2 separate regions of the Danio rerio genome follow, and region 2 is linked to region 1. Evidence: chromatin contacts called from public HiChIP or PLAC-seq data. All regions are on one chromosome and are shown on one strand. Each heading gives the region's core, a stretch centred on a gene start, on an enhancer-like site or on the middle of the called end of the contact. The rest is flanking DNA. Distances are from core to core; before and after follow the strand shown. Region 1 holds the start of eno4 (enolase 4). Region 2 holds the start of atp6v1ba (ATPase, H+ transporting, lysosomal, V1 subunit B, member a).

The links. HiChIP or PLAC-seq counts read pairs in DNA pulled down with a chosen protein or histone mark.
Region 2: an H3K4me3 HiChIP or PLAC-seq map of gastrula embryo shows a contact between it and region 1, with 4 times the contacts expected there. The contact joins the promoter of atp6v1ba here to the promoter of eno4 in region 1. A contact is called at or near these places in 2 of 4 datasets of contacts at active chromatin or transcription factors (embryo and gastrula embryo).

What each region holds. Positions count from the first base shown.
Region 1 is chr17:22,674,639-22,679,630 of GRCz12tu, reverse strand. eno4 (enolase 4) reads right to left here and starts at 2,914. Exons shown (of 13, transcript NM_001077547.1): 1 at 2,647-2,914; 2 at 2,276-2,404. The coding sequence starts at 2,820. All of the region lies in intron 1 of LOC141378555, which reads right to left. LOC141378556 (a long non-coding RNA gene) reads left to right here and starts at 2,944. Exons shown (of 4, transcript XR_012393357.1): 1 at 2,944-3,116; 2 at 4,682-4,780.
Region 2 is chr17:22,808,495-22,813,486 of GRCz12tu, reverse strand. atp6v1ba (ATPase, H+ transporting, lysosomal, V1 subunit B, member a) reads left to right here and starts at 2,064. Exons shown (of 14, transcript NM_182878.1): 1 at 2,064-2,269. The coding sequence starts at 2,161.

The sequences.
Region 1 (4,992 bases), core at 1,665-4,164:
ATAGTGGCGCAGTGGGTACCAAGAAGGTCGCTGTTTCTAGCCTCGGCTGGGTCAGTTGGCATTTTTGTGTGGAGTTTGCATGTCTTCCTTGTGTTCCCACGGGTTTCCTCCGGGTGCTCCGGTTTTCCCCACAGGTCAAAGACATGAGGTGACATCATATGTTTTATCCGCTGCATAAAACATATGATGGATGTGTTGGTGACTCATTCTGCTGTGGCGACCCCAGATTAATAAAGGGACTAAGCCGAAAATGAAATAAATGAATTTTGATCAAATTTATGAATATGGAAATATGAAGCAGCACGGCAGTTTTCAAAACTGATAATAATTAGAAATGCTTCTTCAAAAAAATCCAATTCTAAAGCATCAATGTACTTAAGCATCACATTTATTACTTTTTTAATATTTTGATTAAACTATTTACTTTATTTTAAGTTGTAGAGTTAATTATTTTAGTACATCGGTACAGTACATCAGTTTTTTCAGTTTGTTGAATAGACATTTTATAATAAACTAACTAAAATATAAATTATATGTAAAATTTATCTTAATATACTGAATGTTTTAATTATTTATTTTATCTGATAAAAGTCTGATAACATTTTTTTTAATTTTCCAATAAAGGTTTTGTCATTTGCAGCATTTTTTCTTTCAAGAAAATGACAACTGTTAATGTTTTTTTTCTGAAAACATGGCACTTTTTTGTAATTCTATGCCTAAAAATATGCTCGAAATGACAGTATTGTTTTGTGTTTGAATAATAAAAAAAGATCAATCTACTTATTACATTTCTTCTTCGTATATTTAAATTAATTTAGGTTTTGATAGATTGCATGATATTCAGCCTTTTAGGAAAAGTTCTGCATTTTTTAAATAGCTAATCAGGAGGATCATGGTCACAAATATAAGCAATTTCAAAATTCAAGACTGAATATTATTTCATTGTGAACACTACATTCCTTAAAATAAGGTGAATAACAAAAATGTAGATATATGATGTGATAAGTAGGTTTTATTTTGCACAGCCATGCTAAATGGTGCCGTAGGCCTTCAGTTAGACCTGAAGAAGGGTGTTAGGATTTGGCTATTGCTAATACAAAGGTCAACATTCACATTCCAGGACCGTCAAAGCATCTCTCATCTGAATCTGGACAGCGTTTGCCATTCTCTCTTAGTATGGGCATTTCTCCCCTTATTTCTGCCCTTTTATTCATGAGCTCTCCTCCTTTCACCTCTCCTCCCCCAGCTCATGCCTACAATCGGGCTGTTCCCTGTCCTGCTGTATTACCGTCAAACGCTCTCAATGTGCCAAACCAAAACAGCAGCACTCTCCACTGCAATACGGCCACCATGCCAGAAGACATAATGCTTACTCGGCAAGCCCAAACAGAGAGATGGAGAGAAGGCAAAACAGCCGGCGAATGAGAGACAGAGAGTGATCTGATATTCACACATAGCGGTTGGTTGCTGAGACACGTGCGTCACAGTATAAACGGGCATGCTCTCCTACTCTAATTGTTATGTGTTCGTCTATGTGGACATGCTGTGACCTAAATTCATCATCGTGTCACTACAAATTTCTCCTGTGAACTGTACAGCATGGTGCAAATGGCATAAGGTGAAAGGTCATGGGGAGACCAGCTTCTAGTTCTTTATAACCGTTGATATAGAAACACTTAGATCTGATATCCACCTTGCTGCCTGTAAAATGTTTTCATTATTTTAGGCCTGCTTACTGTAATACATCTAAATCCTTTGGATTAAATTGGCAGATCATCGGTCAAAAGTTTAGAAGCATTAAGATATTTTAATGTTTTTGAAAGAAATCTTTTTCTGGCTGTCATGGCTTCATTTGTTTGATCAAAAATACAATAATATTGTGAAATAACGTTGGAATTATTTGGTTCTTATGTTATCAATGTTGAAAGATTTTTGTTCTGTTTAATTTGTTTTTGTCTGTTTATTTATTTTCTGGCTGTTACTTTTAAATAATGTGTTATTGATTATTTAAAAGTGTTATATAGTGTTTATAAAAGGATGTATGGTATAAGGCACAACAACTGTTTTCAGGGTTGATAATAATATACATATTTTTGGGGGATAATTTTTCCATATTATAATGATCAACATTCACATTAAAAAACTGCAATTAAATTTCACAGTATTGCAGTTTTTTTTCAGTATTTTTGATGAAACAAATTCAGCCTTGATGAGCACAAGAAACATTTTTCAAAAACTTTTTACCATCTGCTTTGAAAAAAAAAATCTGAAATACCTTTTCCTCGTTTCTGATGATGCAGTGAACTTCAGCCTGAACTGCTGTCAAACCTCTTCCGTCAAACACCTCCTTTCCGGTGATTTTACTAATAACTGGAGTATATGAGAGCCCGGAAAAATAGTTCGCCTGAAAAAGAGCAGTGAGTAGGCAGTTATTGATTTCAGTATATTATGTTGGTGCGTAATTATGGGGGGATCTCAAGTACATCAATACTGACTTTCGGTTATTTTTCTGAGAGAATAACATATACACTGGAGAAGACGCAATGTCAAATTTGCATTCAATAATTATAAAACAGCTAAAATTAAAATTTGGAAATGAATTGTTCAGAGCTGTAATAACTCAAAAGAATAAGTGATTTGTCCCACCAGATAACCATAGATATCATCTGGCTTCTGCCAAAACATCTCGTTCAGGACGCTTTCTATCTTTTGCGGGACCCCGTTGGACCTGTAATATTCGGCGGCTTTGTTCTTCAAGTCGTAAAACTCTTGGTCCTCTTTTGACACTTTGCTATGGCTCGGGAATCCTTTATATGACATAGTTGCTGGTTTAGAAGCAGAACAGAATTTCTGCACATTTGTTTACAGTCTGTAGTCAACAGACGCCGTCATGAGCGCGTCCTCGCGGGCTTTGTTGATGATCTGTGGTTGCTCGGCAACCTCACATGCAACACCGCGAGAATTGCGATTGCCTTTCCCATTCATAACGGATTTAATTGGAGCAAGTTATATTTCTGTTTTGACGCTGTTTTGTGCTCACTAGATCTACCTTTCATTCCTCTTGACTTAAAGTGATGGGTTCACTGATGAACAGTGTTTAGCTATAAGCTTCGGCGGTAAGCTATAAATATTCACACAAAACCAGTATGCTAAGTATTTCTGGACCTCTTGTTTATAACTTTAGCCTAAAGTTTACGAACAGTACTTTAATATAAAAAAAAATAAACCAATTAAAAAACATTTAACTATTAAATAAAAAAACTAATACATGTCATGCACTCACTAATTTAAAAAAGAGTAAAGAACTATTATTATTATTTGTAAGTTAGGCCTGCTAGAATAACAGCCTGCACACATTTATATAAGTATACAAGTATCCTATATTTTCTTTGTTCATTTTAATTCAATTTCAGAAAAACAAACGCAACAGAATTTATTACAAATCAAATTATTTGTCCGCATTATGGTTTGGTTCTCCATGTCAGCCTGTTGGATAAGAGCTTTACGGAACCCCCGGATTTAACATTTAGCCTACTGAAGTTAATCTTATACTCGCGGTCCATGTGATATATGAATGTATGTGGTAATGAAAATGCAATGGAAGGTTTATTCAGTGCTCAAGAAATGATCTGTTAGGTTGAAAATGCCTGCTCTTGTTTATCAGTGTTGTGTCCTAGGAGCTCCAAATTTATAAGGCATTTCTGAAAGGCAAAACTTTTTACATGTGAAAACGTGTGTAGACCATCCAAAGCTTTGATCTGAAGCTTTAAAATATTTTTGTTGAGCTACGTGTTTATTGACAAAAAAAAACATTAACAAAAAACAAATAAAAATGCGTTAATGTAGGCTACAATAAATAGATAAATAAGAAATGGCTATAACTTGCATAACTGATAATAACTATTCGATAATAATAATAAGACTGTTGATGTTTTTATGCAAGTGGGGAACGGGAGTAAAATTATTATTGCTAATAATAATAATAGTAATAATAGTAGGCTAATAAAAAATAATAATGATAATACTATTGATGATTATGGTGGGGAAAATAAGTAAAATTATTATTATTATTATTAATAATAATAATAATAATATATTAATAAATATAATATTAGGAAATTTTACGTAGCCTAACATGTAGGCTATCTTCTCAAAGTTGCTTCAGAGTAACCCATTACAAATGCTTTCAGGCGTAAACAAAATTATTAAATGCTAATCTCTCGCTTGAATCCATACAGGCTAAATTATACAAAGTGCAAAAGTTGCCAGCATTTTAGATAAGTATTTGTTTGTTCGTTTGGATGGATGGGATGAACAGGCCTTGCAGTGCGCCATTCTGTTTTACACCGTCACAGCTAAAATTATCTACTTCCGATAGCCTATTATTTATTTAATTATCCATCCATTCTTTAAATGTTTGAAAACATTCATGAAACAGATTTGGCAGAATATTTTCAGACATGCGAAAGCATAATTTAGTTCATTTATTATATAAATTGCTTTATGACGTTCATGTAGCCTAACTAATTTTACACACCAGTTACGGAGTTTGCAAAGTTTAATACAAAGTTATTTATTACAAAAACATTAGGTTTAAATATTTAATGTGAAGTTTAACTTTATTTGATTACACACCTTGTACTTCTTTTTGACTTTTAGTCTTAAATCTTGTATTTTACAGGTTTTTCTTCAAGCATGGCAGCTGTAACTACGTGCATGGACTCTATATATATTCATAATTTGGCAGTGTACTTTGCTTGAGTTCTAATTAAATATGCAGGTACGGATATTACAAATGTTTTGTTTTAGGAATTTTAACTGCAATTTAGCTATTTATTTATCCACTCGCATGAGAAGGAGAATTGTCCCCACCATGATTGCATTAGAAGCAATCCTATTTTATGTGCTCCCTGTGCAGATTTAATAAAACATGTTTTGTACTGTCGGTTTTTTTTTTTTTTTTTTTTTTTTTTTTTTTTTTTTTGGAGGGGA
Region 2 (4,992 bases), core at 815-3,314, 130 kb before region 1:
AGATATGTAATGTAACCTATTTGATTTGATTTAATTTATTACAGCTAATTTATTAGGTAAATGTAGAAACCTTGCTTAAAAGCAAAGAAGCTGTCATTAGTATTCGCTTTACAACCAAAAAATACATATTTTATTATGCTCAATAAAATGTAAATATGTGTTTTTTTTGGCAGTAAATCAAAAGAAATATTTATGCAAAGACTACAGAATGGTACTCTGCACGGGTCTCTTATAAAGACACAACATTTAAAACGGATGGTAACTCTGAAGATAAGAACATTTTGAATCAGTTTATTAAAAGAAAAAATAAAAAGCTTTTAAAAACTGTGTGTCTGCTTTTCAAAGCTCGAGCATTAATTAACACTGTGCTGCTATTTTATAATCAAGGCCCTCACCTCAGTAAAATAAGGTGCTTTGTGATTCATTCATGCTCCACTTCACTTCAGGTGTCTAAAAGTATTCACCCCTCCTAAGTTTTATTGTTTTACAACACTGAAATACAGAACACATTTGACCTTTTTAACACTGATAAACAAAATACTATTCATTCACCGTAAGTGATTTTTAAATGTCAAAATCTATTACATTTATTATTTTAAAATGTATTTCTCTATGTATTCATATTAAATCAGCATTTAAATGCACCTTTGACAGCGATTATATCCTTGAATCTGTGTGGTAATTATTTATGTGACTTTAAAAAAAACAAGTAACGACTGAGGGGTGAAGCCATTTTACACAATTTTGCTTCTTTATACTTTTATTTAAAGATTTTTTTTTTTTAAGTACAACAGAACAACCCTGTCTCAGAACATACAAACTTTGCATGTAAATATATTATGACTTTCGTGAGTTCACCTGATGGAAATACAAAATGTAGTGTTACAGAGTATGTAATCATCATAAAGTCCTGAAAGGTATGTGCAGTCAGTTTTCATGAGGGGTGCTGGATTTAGATTAAGCATGTTTCAGGTCTAAGTATCCGAGTAAGGGTTTCTAGGTAGCAAAGAATTTTCCCTTAGAACTGGACCTCCTAAATCAGAGCCTTTCCAAAATGATTGACGGAGGACATATCCATTAACCGATTCAAAATGGAGGAAAAGGAGATTCCAGTTTTTTTAGTTTTAGCCGCTTGAATGCAGTCATGCCTATAATGAAGGCTTGTTGGAGATGTTTTTTTTTGTTTTGAAACACCAAAAATAGCAATAGCTCTGTGAATTGTGCATTTAAACAGATTTGTTTTGTTCATTTTAATGCTTCATTTAAAATGTTCTTTATTTTCAGAAGTGTCCAGATGTCAAATTGTCCACTGTTTCAAGTCAATATCATGAAAAAAGGCCAATAATTTTTTTAAACTGAATTAATAGTTTCAATATTTTATATATTTAATTAACCTAAGGATAAACTTGTGTAAGTTAAATTTGTTTTTTTATTGTATTAGATATTTACACATTTATTTTTTATAGCTAATATTTAGTTGTTTAAATACTTTGTATTTATAGGCTAATTATTTAGTCACAATATATGCATTCTTTTATAATGATAAGAATTATGGATTTAATTGGCTTCAAATCAATTTGTAAATGATTTTTAAAATTTTTAATCTTATTTTAACTCGTTTATTGTTAACTTTTTAATTTAAACCTAAATTTAAAGGCAGGTTCAGACTGACTTGTGTATTTAGCATTGAACACCATTGTGTTATAATAAACGTTTGTTTAAGTTTTTATTGTAAGAAGTTCATTATAAAATATAAAAAAAAAATTATAATTATTAATACAATAGAAGTATATTTTCTATTTATTTTTCTATATTAATTAATTAGGAAATTGCTATGGGAGCTTTAATGCTATAGCCTGGTTTATTTACCCTTGGCCCACCCTCTAAAACAAGTATGATTTTGACCCTTCACAAGAAAAAGTTTGGCCACCCCTGGTCATGAGACTCAAATGTGTAAATTCGTGGAAACGATTACCTTTTTATGGGCGCTCTCGACTACATGCACGCGCTAGTGAACTGCTACGCACACGTCTTTTACGTGGGCGTGCACGAGTGTTATTTCCTGTTCACGGTGTCATATGACTCCGGCTGTTCATCTCTGCTCACTGCTCAGCTGTTTACACATAGACCGTATAATTTAATTTAACTAAAACAACAACAATGTCGACGTTAGTAGCGAACCGGCCCGTGGATCTAAATGGCCCCGAAGCGGCGGCACGACAACACGCTCAAGCCGTGGTCAGAAACTACATCTCCCAGCCCAGACTGAGTGAGTTCAGGTCACCTTTCATTCATAGACATCTGACTGCACGAACACATCTGGCGTTTCTCTATCTGCACTGCACTTTAGTTAGCATTTTGTGTGTAATCAGGTGTTAAACAAAGCCTAGACATTGGTGTGTTTGTCCAGTATATAATCATGTATTGCTTGTGTTGTCGAATGTCAGATTCAAGTGAATGTAGCACAACTGTCATGCTAACAGTCGGCTGAGATGTTTATATGAAATCGATCGCCTCTTTTGTTTATTTTACTCATTTCTTGAACCGCCAAAGTGTAAGAAAACATAAATACTTGCAATTTGTAAGCTTATTTAAGCTAGAAAGCGAATAACCTTTGGTGTCTTTGAAGGTTGAAGCGATTGTTTATGCATGCTAGCTTGCTAATAAGGGCTACAGTTGATTGCTGATATGCATATCAGGTTTTTATTTAAACTTAAATGTTTATCAAAAGCTACAGTAAATTCTTCATTTTTTGTTATGGATTGTTTATAAATGGCATTTTACAGTTGTGTGTGAGTGTTTAAAGACATCATCTATGAATGATTTATTTGTCTACAATTGTTTAAAATCGAGAGCATGACCAACTCCATAGCAAATATTTAACTTCGGCCTGTATATTTTGGTCAATGGACTGTTTTTATTATTTAGTTTTTGATTTTCACTCAAATGCATACAGAGAGAGACAGATGGAGTGATGATCCCTCTCATGTGACATGATCACGTGACACCCAGCTGAGCTGGTGAATCATGCTCAACTAGGAACCCTCAGCCTCACACACATCATGTGACTTTTTTTCTAACTGAAAAGTTGTTTAAGATGTTATCTTTTTGATGCAACAGAACCCTAAATATGGTCATCTTTGTCTAGAAACATTCTAATATGTTAAAGCCATTGTTAAAAATCAAAAATATTAGAAAAGTTATATAAAAGAAATAACGGTTTCTGTAAAACCACACTGTATCTTTTTTCTATTAATTAATTTATTTGTGGATTTATTTACCTGAACTACATTTTATACATAATTCCTTTAAGTATTATTATAGTTTCATACTTTACTATTGTGTATTTGTTTTTGTAATTAGTTTTTATGAAGTAAAATGGAATTTTATTTATTTATTTTCAAATCATTGATTAAGTTAATAATAGTCACTTTTTTGAATATTACAATTATGAAATTAATCAGATTATTTAATAATAAAAATGTAATAAATTATCATAATTTAATTTTAGAAATTTCCCTTTAAACCCTGTCAATTTCTTGCAGCCTCTAAATTGTGACTAGAACCTTTAGAAAACCGTAATGACACTGTTACATTTGCATTCAACTAATTTACAGCCTTTTGTTAGTAGATTGTATAGTCTTATTTTAAATGATTAATAATAATCGTTTAATTCAAATAAACTGCAGTTTTTCATCATTTTTTTCTGTGGCTAGAATCGTGAATAGGAGAATAACATTTTTCATAATCATTCTGCTTGAATGTTAATTAACAGTAATACAAGCTTTTGTTTGCCAGCCTCTAATTTTACAGTGACATGTGAATCCATCACTGGTTCCGATCTATCTTTGAATTTGCTCATGCTGCTTTAGTCCATCAGAAATATGGGCTACTGTGAGGAGTGCTTTTCATCCTTTTCCATCATGTCAATTCAAATTGACTTTTTGTGTTCAGCCTCTTTCAGTCTGACTCTTGTCATTTCCATTTCTTGTCAAGGGTTTTGTTGTCAACTTGTTTGCCTTGTCAGATGCAACCTAATAGCACATCACAAATTGTTTAAAACAATATGAAAAGCACAGTTTCCCCCCCTTGTGTTGACATGTTTCATATTAAGTAAAAACATTGCCATGAACGTGATTTGCTGCTTGGTTGCAGATAGTGCTGTTGGGAGGGGGGTTCTCGTTTTTGAGCTTTTCATTGGACAAAACGCAGTGTGAGTTATGGCTTCTGAAACTTAACATTGTAAGTGTTGAAAAAGCACAATTTAATTTGTCATTGGCACATAGAAATGAAATTTAACTGTATTTCATGACATTTTTAGATTAGTCAACCTAACTCTTGTAAAATAAGGAAAACCCTGTGAGTTGAAATCATTGTTCAAACGGAGGAAGTTTGAAACTGCTGATGACCATAGTTTTGTATTCCAGTTGCGCCATTGTGTGTTTTCCTTCATTGATTTTAGTTTTTTTCACTCAAAGTATCATTGAAAGGTTTAGTGTTTACTGTGCATTTTAAAAATGTTCTTAAAAGAATATGTAGGCCTATATACCAAGGCTGTATTTATAACAGGGGTCACCAACCCTGTTCCTGGAGAGCTACCTTCCTGCACATTTCAGTTGCAACCCTGACCAAACGCACCTGTTTGTAATTATCAAGTGCTGCTTTAGGTACTATTAATTGGTTCAGGTGTGTTTAATCAGGGTTGGGACTGAATTCTGCAGGAAGGTAGCTCTCCAGGAACAGGGTTGGTGACCCCTGATTTATAAATTATTTAATACAGATGAATAACCAGTAAAAGGTTGTACAGTTTAAATGTTTAAAATTATTTCAAAAGAATATTGTATCTGTAAAACAATTCAGGATGTTTGGTGAACAAAGTATAAAAGAACAGCATTTATTTTTGGTAAGATATCCATCGTGATCTCATGGCAATTCATACCTTTTTGATTTAGTGGCTAAACTCATACCATCTAATTCGTACAATTTAGTACG